Linked DNA regions of Mus musculus: regions 2 and 3 are each linked to region 1. Evidence: chromatin contacts called from public HiChIP or PLAC-seq data. All regions are on one chromosome and are shown on one strand. Each heading gives the region's core, a stretch centred on a gene start, on an enhancer-like site or on the middle of the called end of the contact. The rest is flanking DNA. Distances are from core to core; before and after follow the strand shown. Region 1 has its middle 31 kb from the start of Gm20758. Region 2 has its middle 29 kb from the start of Gm30193. Region 3 overlaps Gm30193 (a long non-coding RNA gene).

Evidence for each region. HiChIP or PLAC-seq counts read pairs in DNA pulled down with a chosen protein or histone mark.
Region 2: an H3K27ac HiChIP or PLAC-seq map of trophoblast stem cells shows a contact between it and region 1, with 4 times the contacts expected there. The contact joins two enhancer-like sites. A contact is called at or near these places in 1 of 15 datasets of contacts at CTCF or cohesin (the NIH/3T3 cell line), 2 of 484 Hi-C or Micro-C datasets (bone marrow-derived macrophages and extraembryonic ectoderm) and 4 of 115 datasets of contacts at active chromatin or transcription factors (differentiating embryonic stem cells, extraembryonic endoderm stem cells, stem cell-derived neural progenitor cells and 1 more).
Region 3: a contact with region 1 is called in an SMC1A HiChIP or PLAC-seq map of the NIH/3T3 cell line, with 3 times the contacts expected there. The contact joins two enhancer-like sites. A contact is called at or near these places in 2 of 15 datasets of contacts at CTCF or cohesin (both in the NIH/3T3 cell line), 3 of 484 Hi-C or Micro-C datasets (the N1E-115 cell line, liver and nephron progenitors) and 6 of 115 datasets of contacts at active chromatin or transcription factors (embryonic basal ganglia, embryonic stem cells, extraembryonic endoderm stem cells and 1 more).

What each region holds. Positions count from the first base shown.
Region 1 is chr10:111,840,924-111,845,621 of GRCm38.p6, reverse strand. No RefSeq gene overlaps it. Among named protein-coding and RNA genes, the nearest start is that of Gm20758, 31 kb to the left of the region's middle. Within about 2 kb of position 2,546, at least 52 of the 459 cell types and tissues checked have an H3K27ac peak or open chromatin away from gene starts, as enhancers often do. A contact at or near this core is called in the NIH/3T3 cell line, extraembryonic ectoderm and trophoblast stem cells, where this site is marked.
Region 2 is chr10:111,542,845-111,547,542 of GRCm38.p6, reverse strand. No RefSeq gene overlaps it. Among named protein-coding and RNA genes, the nearest start is that of Gm30193, 29 kb to the left of the region's middle. Within about 2 kb of position 2,697, at least 144 of the 459 cell types and tissues checked have an H3K27ac peak or open chromatin away from gene starts, as enhancers often do. A contact at or near this core is called in the NIH/3T3 cell line, extraembryonic ectoderm and trophoblast stem cells, where this site is marked.
Region 3 is chr10:111,568,197-111,572,894 of GRCm38.p6, reverse strand. Gm30193 (a long non-coding RNA gene) reads left to right here. Exons shown (of 3, transcript XR_380791.3): 2 at 90-192; 3 at 2,874-3,015. Among named protein-coding and RNA genes, the nearest start is that of Gm30193, 3.2 kb to the left of the region's middle. Within about 2 kb of position 1,909, at least 21 of the 459 cell types and tissues checked have an H3K27ac peak or open chromatin away from gene starts, as enhancers often do. A contact at or near this core is called in the NIH/3T3 cell line, where this site is marked.

The DNA of each region.
Region 1 (4,698 bases), core at 1,297-3,796:
GAGGAGGGTTTGCTGGGGCTTTGGAGTTAAATGGATCTGGTTGTTTGTAGACCTGGCGCTTGTCAGATATACAGGGACACGGGCATAACAGCCTTAGCATGCTAAGAAAGGGGAGCAAGGCAGATCTTTGATGAGGTAGTTATCCAAGGCCCCCAGAGCAAATCCATCTGGCAAACTTCTGAACTCCCAATGAGTTTATAAATCTCTATGGCAGAAGCCAGTTTGAACTGTGATTTACAACAACACGTTGTGACTGCTGCCGTCCTCAAAGTGGAGAAGTTTATGATCATTGGAAATAGAGTCTGCTCACTCCAAACTGAATCCAGAGTATCTGCAGGAGGAATGAGGGAAAGGCTAAAAGGCCTAGCAAAGACCGCACAGAGTATTGCAGACAGACCCTTTACAGAAATGGAGTCATGGCAGACAGCAAAGAGAAGGAGCCTGGCCCTCTGACAGGACGGAGTGGCCAGCCAGGCTCAGTGGACTGAGAAGAGCGACCTGAACATGGCCTTTCTCTTTCCTCTGCGTGACAGTGATGGAAAGGAATTCTTTCTTCCAGGCTGAAAGGTGGCTCTAACTTTGCATCGTCTTGCTGAGTCTCGTGGTAGTTACTCCTCAACTGGACATGACAGCTTGTGAAAAACAGAACAACAGCTAAGGGGACGTACTCTCCAACCTGTCCTCGGAGACGTACAGGGTAGAGAGATGGGAACTAATCAAGCGAGCAGGAACAAATCAATCCGGACAGCACAGAATTCAGGATCGCCATCGTCAACGATTTCATTTGAGAAATTCGTCTTGGTTTTTCTTTTGATGTAGTATTTTATAATTAGTTAATAAAAATGTCAAGACATGGTTAACCTCTGCGTCCAGCATTCGAGAAGTTGAGGCAAGAGGATCACGTATTGAGGGCCAGCCTGGTGTAATTGCCATATCTCACGAATCAATCAAAATCCTTGGGCTGCAGACGCAGCCGTGTGGCAGTTCCAAAAACAGGTATCAAAAGAGAGAGGAGAAGCCGAGGGTCCGGGTACCTGCTTCAGAGTGTGTTATAATCATTTCCCTCCACTGGACCCTGCATCTCCTGGCTCCCTGTGGCCTCTCTGGTGAACACGAAACAGCAAACAGACCACCAAGAACGCCAACCGCAGTCCTCCACAGGGAAACCCTGGAACGCAACCCTGAGCTTGGCGCAAGTATGGTCCCTCCTGTTTTCAAGAGGGAATGAAAGGACAGAGTGAGAACCTGCCCTTCATAACACAGCCGGCATGACTCAGTCTTTGGCCCTAACATGCCAGCAAGTCAATGCAGCGTAATTTCAGCTCCCAGTGGCTCTCCTGGCAGACGCCTTCCTCCTGACGAGCCTCCTTTTCTTACCCATTCAATACACCTTCTGTTTCCCTTTTTCCCTCCGCAGCCTGGGGATTCTTGGGAAAGCCTACATCAGAATCTGATGAATAAGTTACCTTTCTACTTCTTAAAAAGAGCAAATGAAACCGGATGTGGTGGCATACGCCTTTAATCCCAGCACTTGGGAGGCAGAGGCAGGCAGATTTCTGAGTTCGAGGCCAGCCTGGTGTACAGAGTGAGTTCCAGGACAGCCAGGGCTATACAGAGAAACCCTGTCTCGAAAAAACAAAACAAAAACCAAAACAAAACAAAAAAATCAGCAAATGAGCAAGAATACAATTCCTCTTAGGTGGCTGAGGCCTGGGATTCTCATGGCTGGGGAGCACAGCCAGAAAAAACACCAGAGTCGTCCCGTCCCATCCCCCTCCCGTCCCGTCCCCCCACCCCCACCCCACCCCACCCCCGCCCCACATCGCGGAAGATCGTTCAGCATCCAAATGCGTCTCCACCTCTGGACCCCCTTTCCAGAACTATGAAATGGTTTCCTTATAAACATGAGGGGGAAATATCGCTTGCCTTTTTACTTTCTTTACTAAAAAAATTACTTTCAGAGAGTCAAGCAGTCATGCCCAAGGGGACTCAGACCCTACAGCTACCCAGAAACGAGTACGAATCAGTCACTCATTGATCATCTCAGTCACGTGTGGCAGGTTCTTTGATTCCTCTGGCCCTTGCTCTGCTGTGTTGCAAAGCCAGGCAGTTGGAAACCAGCATTTAGGGTATGTTAATTAGATGAGGAATTGCCTTCAAAACCACACAGCTCAGTGACTGGCACAAAGCACGCCGTTTACGAAGTCATGTTGATAGTTTTCAAAGTTAACTGCGCCAGTTCAAACGCTCCCAAAACAAGCGACACTTCCAGATGATGAGATGGACCACAATTCTTTTACCCATAGAAAAGTTCTATCCTTACACACTCCGGCTATGGATTTATAGATGAAGGATAATGTATTAAAGCGATCCTAGTCTAGCTTACATGTAAATGCTCATAAATTTCCTCCCCAGGGGAGACAGTCAAGCTGTCCATTAAGACAAATTTCCCAATCCCCAAATCACAAAGAGTGAAACAAAGGATTCCGCCCCATCCTGTTCCTGCATGTGTGTGACTCATCCTTAGCTCAAAAAACGGCACACAGGAACTGAGGGCTCGCTTTACCACCAGGTTGCTCAGAGCTGTGAGGCAGAACACTCCGTGGCTGTTATGTCCTTCCTTAATGGACGAAGTCCCATTTTTGCAGGTGTGCTTTTTTTTTTCAATATGTAAGACTGAGAGCAGGGAGGGCTGCCCTGTGGGAACACAACAAAGCCTAAGTTAAGAAAACACATTCTCTTGGATTTGTTTTTTCTTTTCTTTTTTTTTTTTTTTTTTTTTTTTATCTCTCAGAACACAGGACTGTCTTCCAGCTGCACAAGAGAAAGCAAGATCACAAAGCCAAAACCATCAGGAAAATGATTGTGACACCTGAGAAGGACAGGTGTGCTTTTCAGGAAGCCTCAGAGGCCCAAGCTTTGTGTCCAACCCGGATGTGGCTGATCCACAGGGTTCCCTGCCTTCGAGTCCTGATAGACTCTCCATAGTGTTTGTGGGAAGATAACACCCCCATTGCATCGGACAGTTGTCCCTGCGCTGCTTAGCAGCGGGGATTCTCCGATTTCACTAACAAATGTGCAGACCTTGGGGCAAATGCAAGGAAATCACTAGCCGGTGTCTGAAACTTAAGCCTCCCAGTTCTCCATTCAGCCAACGGAGAGGGACGGCTCCAGACCTCACCTCTCTCCAGCCTCCAGAACGCCACAACCCCCACCCAGTACGTTTCAGTGTGTAAGTAATTCTGCTCCCAGCTGGACAATGACTGTGAGGAATTGTCCCCACCATAGCTGTTCCATAGAAACAATGAGTTCAGTGTAAATTCGTATTCAAATTGTACACCCCCATGCTTATCTCCAAGTCGTCCTCTTGTCTAGGGCAAGACTTGAGAAGGCCTCAAAGTGATCATCACGTGAGGACTGGTGGCACAAAGGAATGTTTCCCATTGTTTTTTAGTTTGCATTGAATTGGACTTCCCTTCTTTGAGATTAAAAACAAAAGAAAAAAGACCCCAGATCACAGTCATGTGACCCAGGGACAGCATTAAAGGAAGGACTGGATTTGTGGGTAAAATTCTGTTCTTTGCTTGTTCCTTCATGGAATTTCTTCCTGCTTTCAGCAGCAGCGGACTTTCATGTTTCTGTTTCTGTTTTGTTTTATTTTGTTTGCCCACTCCTGGACTATTTGCAGCCCTATGCCCTCTTTAGTCAGGGCTGAGCTGAGCTGAGCTCCAATCTTTTAACCGTTGCCCAGAAGCTATGTGCTCCATCCACTTAATCAGTTCACTTGATTTTTTTTTTTAGATTTATTTATTATTTTTATGTACGTACACTGTAACTGTCTTCAGACACACCAGTAGAGGCTGTCAGATGTCATTACAGATGGTTGTAAACCATCATGTGTGATTGCTGGGATTTGAACTCAAGACCTTCATAAGGACAACCAGTGCTCTTAACCACTGAACCATCTCTCCAGCCCCCCAGTTCACTTGATTTTGACTTGATCCAGCATGCCTTCCTCTCTTAAACACATGGCTCCAAAACTGGGGCTGAGCCCTTCAAGGCCCCCTGGGTAGGCCAGGCCACCCTGGGTGGCTTGTGATCCAATGTGCCCAGCATAAAGACACTGTGGGATTCTCTAACTGCACTGAAGCATACAGCAATACGTAGCCTTTATCAGGGCCTTAGGGGTGGCACAGAAACAAAGTGAACCATTTGGACACTAGGCGCCCCTGGGTTCAGACCACGGCTTCTCTATTTACTGTGTAAATAATTCAATGCAAGATCTTTAACCCAGCTCAGTCTTTTTGAAATGTCCTGAGGAAAATATTACATACACCACGGACTTTTTGTAAGCACTAGTTAACATAAGTCAATGTTGTATCTGTTTATTTGTATATAAATATTTACACACATACATATACACATACACCCTTATGTGTACCACACCTACATACACATATACACCTTTATGTGTACCACACACACACATATATATACACACATACATACATACACGCATACGTACAAATACACACCCTTATGTACCACACATACATGCACACACACACATACACATATACACTCTTATGTGTATCACATACACATATATACATACGTACCACACCTACATACACACCCTCATGTGTACCACATACACACATATACATACATACATACATACACGCATACGTACAAATA
Region 2 (4,698 bases), core at 1,448-3,947, 300 kb after region 1:
TCTACCAACAAACACGAGAGCATATTTCCTATCTAACAGCAGTAAGAACTCAGAAAGGAAGAAAGAAAGAAAGAAAGAAAGAAAGAAAGAAAGAAAGAAAGAAAGAAAGAAAGAAAGGAAGGAAGGAAGGAAGGAAGGAAGGAAGGAAGGAAGGAAGGAAGGAAGGAAGGAAGGAAGGAAAGAAGGGAGAGAGAGAAAAGAGAGGGAGAGGGAGAGAGACAGAGAGAGAGAATTAATACGGTGGCTATGAAGCAAGTCCAGGGTCCTCAGCCAAATAAACACAGAGGGGACTTGCCTAAGAAGAACTTAGCTGGGGGGGAGGGGGGGGCAGGGCATGCACACCTTTAATCCCAGGACTTGGGAGCCAAAAGTAGGCAGATCCCTGAGTTCCAGGCCAGTCTGGTCTACAGAATAAGTTTCCAGGACAGTCAGGGCTACATAAAGAAACCTTGTCTCAAACAAAAAACAAAAACAAACAAACAAACAAACAAACAAAAAAACAAAACCTGAAAACATACAAACAAACAAAGAACTTAGCTTTTGAGCTCAACCTTTGAATTCCTGGTGTCTAGTGTGGTGAGCCTTTGATAGTTTCTGAAGCTTTCTAGTGACAGTGGCCTTTCTTACACAGTAGGAACAGTAAGCCACCATCCCGAGTATCGTTGGTATCTATAAAATACTGTTAGCTGTCTGCCCCTGAGCGAAGCTGTGTTAGCCGGTGACAAAAAAATAAAGGAAACTGTGGAAGTAAAAGAAGCTAAGAATAAGACTTTATGTCCCATCCCACTTACCCTCTTTCCCTAGTTCAGCAGAGAATATTCCAGATCAAGGAAGATCTAAAAGCCCCCCCCCCAAAAACTACACAGAAATAGCAAGTGAGAAGTTGAGGGTGGGGAGGGGAACCCTGGAACTAGAAAAAGGCTCCTGTCACGAGTGGGTTCTGTAGATTTTGACATTGCTGGGCTGTTTCCCACTAAAGTTAGAGAAAAGAGCCTAGAATAAGGAGGGGCTCAGTCTTCCCTGCGGGAGCTATGTAACTCTACTTGCAGCCTAGAAACTGCAGCACGTAGGAGGACCACTGTAAGTGTCATGCAGTGTCATGCTTGGACCACTGCAGCGTCAGGCTTGGGCCACTGCAGTGCCATGCTTGGACCACTGCAGTGTCAGGCTTGGACCACTGCATTGTCATGCTTGGACCACTGCAGTGTCATGTTTGGACCACTGCATTGTCATGCTTGGGCCACTGCAGTGTCAGGCTTGGACCACTGCAGTGTCAGGCTTGGACCACTGCAGTGTCAGGTTTGGACCACTTCAGTGTCATGCTTGGACCACTGCAGTGTCAGGCTTGGACCACTGCATTGGCATGCTTGGACCACTGCAGTGTCAGGCTTGGACCACTGCAGTGTCAGGCTTGGACCACTGCAGTGTCAGGTTTGGACCACTGCATTGGCATGCTTGGACCACTGCAAGTGTCTTGCTTACTTCACCTCCACAGTGTTATCATTCTAAATGTATGTTTTAGCAGAAGTGCTCTTAGTTCACGACTGGAGACATGGGTTAGCAGTTCTGTGCAATTCTGAGAAGAAGAAAGACTACTACACACACACAGAGCTAGCCCCGTGTCCCCTGTGGTCATTACTTAACACAAATGAATTACACGGTGCCATGTGCAGAAGATAAAGGTGATACTGCCCTGAAAGTAATTAACCAGCACACAGACATAATCACAAAAGCAAGGGAGTGGCTACCACAGATAGGGGTACCCCAAGGAGTGGCAAGGGCGTTGTCTGGAAGGCAAACAAAGGAGGGGCTTCTGGGCTGGACCTGTTTCATTTCTTGATGGAGGGTGTTTGGTTGATAATTATTTCTTATACTGTGCACTTAGTTTTCTGTTTGTATATAAAGGCAAAAACAAAACAGTGACCTCCCTTCATTGAGGAAACAACACCTTGATAGGGACCTCAGTGTGAAGTACAATTGTCATCTTCCTTAGCTGATGTCTGCTGTCGCCATATGCTGTCCTTCTGGAAGGCGGATTTTTTTTTTCTTGAGGATCCATGACTACACTTCTCTGAATAGTTTAGTCTAAATGACATGAGAGCATATTTTTATTTTGTGTGTGTATATGTATATGTGTTCATGTTCATGTGTCTCCATATGTGCACATGTGTCAAAGCCAAGTCATCTTCATGAGTCATTCCTCACACGCATTCCACCATATTGTTGCTGTTTTCTAGCATTTATTTTATTTTTTTTATGTTTTGTTTTGTTTTTTGTTTTTGAGACAGGCTTCTCTGTATAATCCTGACTGTCCTGGAACTTGATCTATAGGCCATGCTAGCCTTGGATTCAGAGATCCATCTGCCTCTGCCTCTGTCCCCTATCCCAATTGCTGGGATTAAAAGCATACACCACCAATGCCCGGTGATTTTTAGTTATGTGGGCGTGTATCTCTGTGTGGGTATGTTCATATGTAGGTAGGTACCTAGAGAGACCAGGCTAGGGTGTCAGATAATCTCTAACTGAAGTTACAGTCAATTATGAGCCATCCCAGGTCAGTGCTCGGAACTGAACTTACATCATCTGCAAGAGAAGTACTTACTCAGAACCACTCAGCTGTCTCTCCAGCCCCATCCTGTTTTATGAGACCAAGTTTTTCATTGGCCTGTAGTTTACAGATTAGAGTAGGCTGGTTGGCCAGCAACCCCAGGGAATCTCTCTTTCTCTATCTCTTGGCACTGAGATTACAAGTATCAGCCAGGCAGCACATCTAGCCTTTTGTTTGTTTGTTTTTGTTTTTAGAGACAGGGTTTCTCTGTATAGTCCTGGCTGTCCTGGAACTCACGTTGGAGATCAGGCTGGCCTTGAACTCGGAGATCCAGCTCTCTGCCTCCCGAGAGCTGGGATCAAAGGCGTGCATCTCCACCATCACCCAAACCACATCTGGCTTTTTCATGTAGGTTCTGGGGATTTGAACCCAAGCCATCATACTTATGCAACATGCACTTAACCCACTGAGCTATTCCTCTAGCCCCTGGAAAATGTATTAATATAAGAGCACATTTGAGGTCTATTTTAAGTGTCTGCCAATTCTGGAGTCAGAATTCAAGGAGACCACAAAAGATGATAATGTTATCCAAGCAAACAGGACAAAGAAAGAGGGCACAGATGGGCTTATAACACCACAGGAGGAAAATACAAAAATTGTAAGGGCTCTTAAGAACTCTGTTCTTCTAACGGAGAGGGGGCATAGCAGCGCCTTGGGGTTCATGTAAAGGAGCCCCCACCCCAGTCCCATACTTGGCATCCGAGTGACTCATCCAGAAAGCTATCCACTGCGTGCAGCAAAGAGGAAATGAATCATAGGAGTTTCTGACCTTTGCCCTTGTCATTCTTCATGGCAGTGGGGGCTGGGAGGGGGAACCACCCACAGACCGGCTCACAGTGCTGGAGAAGAGGCAGGTCAAACAAGGCACACACAGAAATGATGCAAATGCATTGGCTGGGAGAGCTGGAGACTCGGGTCAGGAGAGACAAGCTCAGCAAATACAGACAGTCATTCTATGATACAGAGAGCAGAGCCTATGCGTTGGCACGGATGGCAGTTAGCAGTGCCCAGTGGTGTCTTGTGCAGTCATGTGAACTTCTCACACTCCTAGCCGGGGTGGGAATGGGGGCAGCACAGAGGAGAACCATGACCTTTGAATTCCCATCTTACATCTGGCATTTAGAGAATTTGCTTGGCTTGCTTAGAGGAAGTCCACTGAGCTCCCGCCAGTGTGCAAGTGGGAAGGCATCTGTGATTCAGAGATTCAAAAGATGGAATCCCAGAGCCTTGCCTCGGGAAAGGCAGTGAGCTTCCAGTACCAGGCTGGCGCATCAATGGCATCTCAAGAGGAATCGAACACGTGTAGGGGTGGTTGAAGTTTGAAATAAAAGCAGAATGGGGTCCTTCCCCGATGCTAATAGGAAAGCAAAATACAGTTCTCTCAAAGAACATAGACAGAGCCAAGAGTAAAAGGGCAGTGAAGGCCACAAGGCAGAGCTTTAAATTGCCATCTAACTGTGTGCTTCTCGATGCCTGCATTTGAATCTATTTGAGCTCAGTGTGTGGAGGTGAGAGTGTGCAACTTCTCTGCTCACACTTCAGCTTAGAAAATGGTTAGCTACGTGTCTGAAAAGTACTTCCTCGGGCCAAGGTAGGTTTTTAATGTAATCTCTCTCCTCATCTGGGTCTACAGATGGTAGCTCAGCTTGCTAGACTCATTATGAAAAGAAGACACGGTCCCTCAAAGCAGCACACTTCACTAGGAAAAAATACTCCTCATAATTACAGAAGTGGGAGTCGGGGGTGTTCATGAAACCTGCAGCTCGGTTCACGGCCTTCTGTGCTTGGTGCAGAGGCACTGTATAGTGGATGATGCTCTGACCATTTCTCAAAAAGGAAGCCTGGGATTGATCCTCGATGCATCCCTCTCTCCCATCCGAACTGCCCACTAAATACTTCCACATTCCTTCTCCTTGCTCCCCCCAACAGCAGTTGGCTTGCTTAAGTGACAAAGAGGAGACAGTTTGTTCCAGTCAGGCAGGCAGCGTCTATTGCTTCTTCGCCTTCAGCATTTATCACTGGTAATGGAAGTTCCTCAGGCTCCTGTCATGGTACAGAGTTGCAGCAACCAGGGAGCCTCAGGGGCTCCT
Region 3 (4,698 bases), core at 660-3,159, 270 kb after region 1:
TTTTTTCCAACTGACAATTCTTTAAAAAAAAAAAAGTTATTACTCCATCCATTTTCTTGTTCTCAGAACTTTCCCCTTCTCCTGAATAGATCAAAGCTACATGAAAAGTGTTCAGTAAAGGACTATGCAAACACTGCTTGTTTAAAAGGATCAAGCCTCGCCCATAACAATGAACAACACCCTAGCATCCAGGTAAGCAGCTGTGGAAAGCCAGGGGAGAAGTTGGACAATTGCCTATTATCAATATGGCCGGTATGTTCTGAAGACCAGGAAAGTGCTGAAGCCTCTGGTGGGTATGGAAACGAGCTTCAGGGTTTCACACCCACGTTTGCTTTTTATTTGAAGATATTTTATTAAGAGCAAAGGTTTTTCACATCATTGTTTATAAACCCTTAGTAGTCAACAGAGAAACAAACAAACAAAAAACATCTTTAGGGAACTTTTGACAAACATTTAAAGACATTTTCATTGAGAGGGCTGGAGAGATGGCTCAGTGGTTAAGAGCACTGGCTGCTCTTCCACGGGACCCTGGTTTAATTCCAGCAACCATATCGCAGTTCACAGTTGCTTTATAACTCGAGTTGCAGGATATCTAACATCCTCATCTGACCACATATGTGGTGTACAGATATATATGCAGACAAAACATTAATAAATATTAAATAAAATATACTTTGTAATTTAAAAACTATATAGAAGTAGATATAGGTAGATATGTAGTTCGGCTGCGGCTGGTGAGATGGGTCATCAGGTAAAGATGCCCACTGTCGAGCCTGAAGACCTCAATTGGATTCTTGGGACTCACATGGTGTAAGGAAAGAACCAACTTCCAGAAGTCAGTCTCCCGCTTCTTTTGTTTTGTTTTGTTTTTTGTTTTGGGGTTTTTTTTAAATGGTTTTTTTGAGACAGGGTTTCACTGTATAGCCCTGGCTATCCTGGAACTCACTTTGTAGACCAGGCTGGCCTTGAACTCAGAAATCCGCCTGCCTCTGCCCCCCCTGCCCCCCCCCCCCCCCCGCGTGCTGGGATTAAAGGCGTGCACCACCACACCCAGCCAGTCTTCCACTTCTTTACTCTAGCCATGAAACCTGTGTGTTCATACACATACACACACACACACACACAGAGACACACATAAATGTTTCTCTTTTAGGCTTTTTTTGAGACAGTTTTGTAAATCTGAACTTACATGTTTGGCCATTTTAGGTCACTATGAATTATAATTCAGGTGATATATATATATATATATATGTATGTATATGTATATATATATATACACACACACAGGTGACTGTATTCATACATAGGTGAATGTGTGTGTGTATGTATGTATATGTGTGTGTGTATATATGTGTGTGTGTGTATGTGTATGTGTGTGTATATGTATATATATGTATATATATATACATATACATATATATATGATTATATACATATATATATATATATATAATTCACTATGAGAAACACTAACATTAAAGATACCAGTCACTTCCACACTGATCAGTAAAATCAAGTTTTTAATTTCTGACCTTAACTCTGACTCACAGTTCTTTAAGCGACTCTAATGTCTGGGTAACTTTTTCCCAGAGATCACTGTGCTGAAGGCTTAGTTGTTGGTTTGACACCTTAGAAAGTAGTGGAAACTTCTAGGAGGCGGGGTCCAACAGAAGTTTAGGTCATTGTAGGAGCACTGTAAAAGGAGATAGCCTGTCTTCCTCTCCCTTTGCTCTCTGTCTGCCGCGGTCACAGTGATTAAGGACCCATTAAGGACACTATTTTCTTCTGGTCAAAAGCATGAAGTCACTGGTTTGGGTGGAGACATTCCAATTGAACAGGTCAGAGATGTGGCTAAGGGACCACCCTTCAAGAAGGACGTTATCACCCAAAAAAGGCAGGCTCCCTTAGGCCATGCTAAAGAGATGGGCAGAATGATTGGCTCTTTAATGACATAATACACATTCCCTTCCCAGAATGCCTGCCTCCAGTGCAGTCCTGCAGGCTCCCCTCGAAGCCCTGACTCAGAAAGATCTAACTTCTTGTTCTTTTCTGTCTCTTTCTTTAGGATGCTTTCTTCCTGTTATTTGGGCTTCTTCTGTCTTGCCTGAAACTCCCCTTTCTGTCATGGGGCTAACCTCCAGGCCAGCGTAAAGCAGAAGGCATGATGGGTATTTTTCCTTCTCTTGTCTATCCTCCTCCCCTGGGAGGCTGCCAAGGTTTGCAGCTTGCCTGCCCTCGGTGTTGTTCTCTTAAACTCTAATTACCCTTAAGTGTCTATTTGAGTCTGTTCTTAAATTCTTTTATTAGTGAGACTAAGGACCCTACCAGGGGACCCTGATATTTACCAGTATCATATGACAACTCCACTGGAACTCCCCAAACATTTCAGCTAACACCATGAAGCAAGCAGCTTCCTCTAGCATCCTGATGTGTTACCTCAACCGTGTGTCCAAAACACAACACAGACAGCCAGTCATGGACCAAAACCATGATGGACCAAAGCAATTATGAAACAAAAGTAATTTTTGTTTATTTACCTCGTGTGTTTGTTATAGTAACGAAAGTTGACTAACAAAATGGGCAAATGGCTTGTCCTCTTGATCTTTGAATTTTTAAAAACAGATTTATTATTTTTTTAATGTGGTGCACACTCATGCATGCATGTGTGTGCCATGTATGCTGCTACCTACAGAAGCTAGAAAGTACCAGCGTCCCTGGATCTGGAGTTACAGTAAGTCGTGAGCCATCGAACCTGAGTGTCAGGAATTGAACTTGGGGCCTCTGAAAAAGACAGGAAGTGCTCTTGACTGCTGAGCCTTCTCTATCCCCAGTCATGGCTTTTTTTTTTCTTTCTTTCTTTCTTTTTTTTATAGCACTTATGTGTGTGCACGATTAGGTGTGTGGTGCGGAGGCTGTGACACTTGTGTGGACTTCAGAGGACAACTGGGTGAAGTCACTTCTTTCCCATCTTTATGCTGTTTCCAGGACCAAACTGACGTCTTCAAGCTTGCTTACACAGCATGTTCTTTTTACACACTGGGCCATCTTGCAGGCCTGATTTTGGATTCTAAATATATTAACTTGGAATTTTAAGGGTTTTCTTTTTCTACTATGCACAGGTCAATGTTCCTCCTTAGAAACAAGCTGCTAATGGAATCAGGATAGCTAGGGAGAGAGCTTTCAAACAAAGACAAGGTTACCTTTGTGGATGGGTAAATGCAGAGTACAGGAAGGGATGGGTACCACCTTCAAATGCAAAACCCATTGGCTCTGACTTTCATCATTGTCTATTTCCCTCCATAACAACAAGAAAGGAAAACTCCTACTAAACATACCTGAAGGCGTAATAAAATTGTAAGACAGTTTTCTAAAGAGATTAAATATATCTATGGTTATAAAGATCATTTGCACTGTGATTCTGACTATAAATACTCCAGTGTGAGATATGGGGACACTGAGGTCATCGTTTCTTCTGTCAGGATTCCTAATGCAGCTTCCTGACAGGAACAATAAAAGAATAGCAAGCATATGCTCGGATTATGAGTCACAAGGCCCAGGTTAAAACCCAGCGCCATGGAGACAGAGAGAAAGAGAAAGGGAGAGGAGAGAGAAGTGAGAGTCAGATAGACAAACATGGCACACATGCATGCACATGGTCACACCATATAAAAATAAATCGATTTTAAAAATATTTAAAGATCAAGAAAGAGAGACAGAGAGACAGAACAGGAAAAGAAATGGCGGTGGAGAGAGAAAGAAATGAGGAGAAGAAAGGGAGGGAGGAGGGAGGGAGGGAGGGAGGGAGGGAGGGAGGGAGGGAGGGAGGGAGGGAGGGAGGGAGGGAGGCAGCTCCTTGCATAGCAGTGCTCTGTATCCCCTTTGTGGGTGGTAGCCTTGACTTCTCTGGGGAGGATAAATAGCATCAGAATTCTCATGGTCCTAGACACATGTCTTTTGCATTTATAGCTCTTGTACCTGCTTTCATGGCATTTTGTGCTTTTCCTTTAACTCAGTAATGAAGGCTATTTGAATTCATGCTGCTGTCCAAACTTTTCAAGATACAAACTGCATCTCATCAAAAAGTAGTGGAACCAAAGTGGCTCATCACTTCAGACAAGAGGTCACATTCATCCAGACAATAAACAACTCCAGACTGAGGTCATCTACTTCTAATTCAGAGGCTTCTTGTTGTTGTTGTTGTTGTTAATATTATTTAAACGGATGGTTTTCTTTCAAACCAATTCAGTCTCTTTTTTTCCCCTCAAATTGTTTATATGAGCAGAAAACACTTTTAACACAAAGCCAGGGGGGGGAAAATTTGTATATGCACATAGCATCTATTTGTTGGCAGATATTCTCTCATTTCCATAAATATCCTTGACTGTTGTGAAGAAATCTCACAATATTTTCCTTTAAGAAAAAGGGCAAACGGGGGGGGGGGGGGGGGGCGGCGGCATGCTAGTACATGGTTTTTAATCTCAGTACTTGGGAGGCAGAGGCAGGTGGATTGCTGTGAGTTCAAGGGGAGCCTGGTCTGTAGAGCAACAGCCAGGACTGTTTATCACACAGAGAAAGCCTGTGTTGAGAGAATTCATTCATTCATTAATCAATTAGTTTTTTTTTTTTTTTTTTTTTTTTTTTTGGGCTTTTTCGAGACAGGGTTTCTCTATAGCCCTGGCTGTCCTGGAACTCACTTTG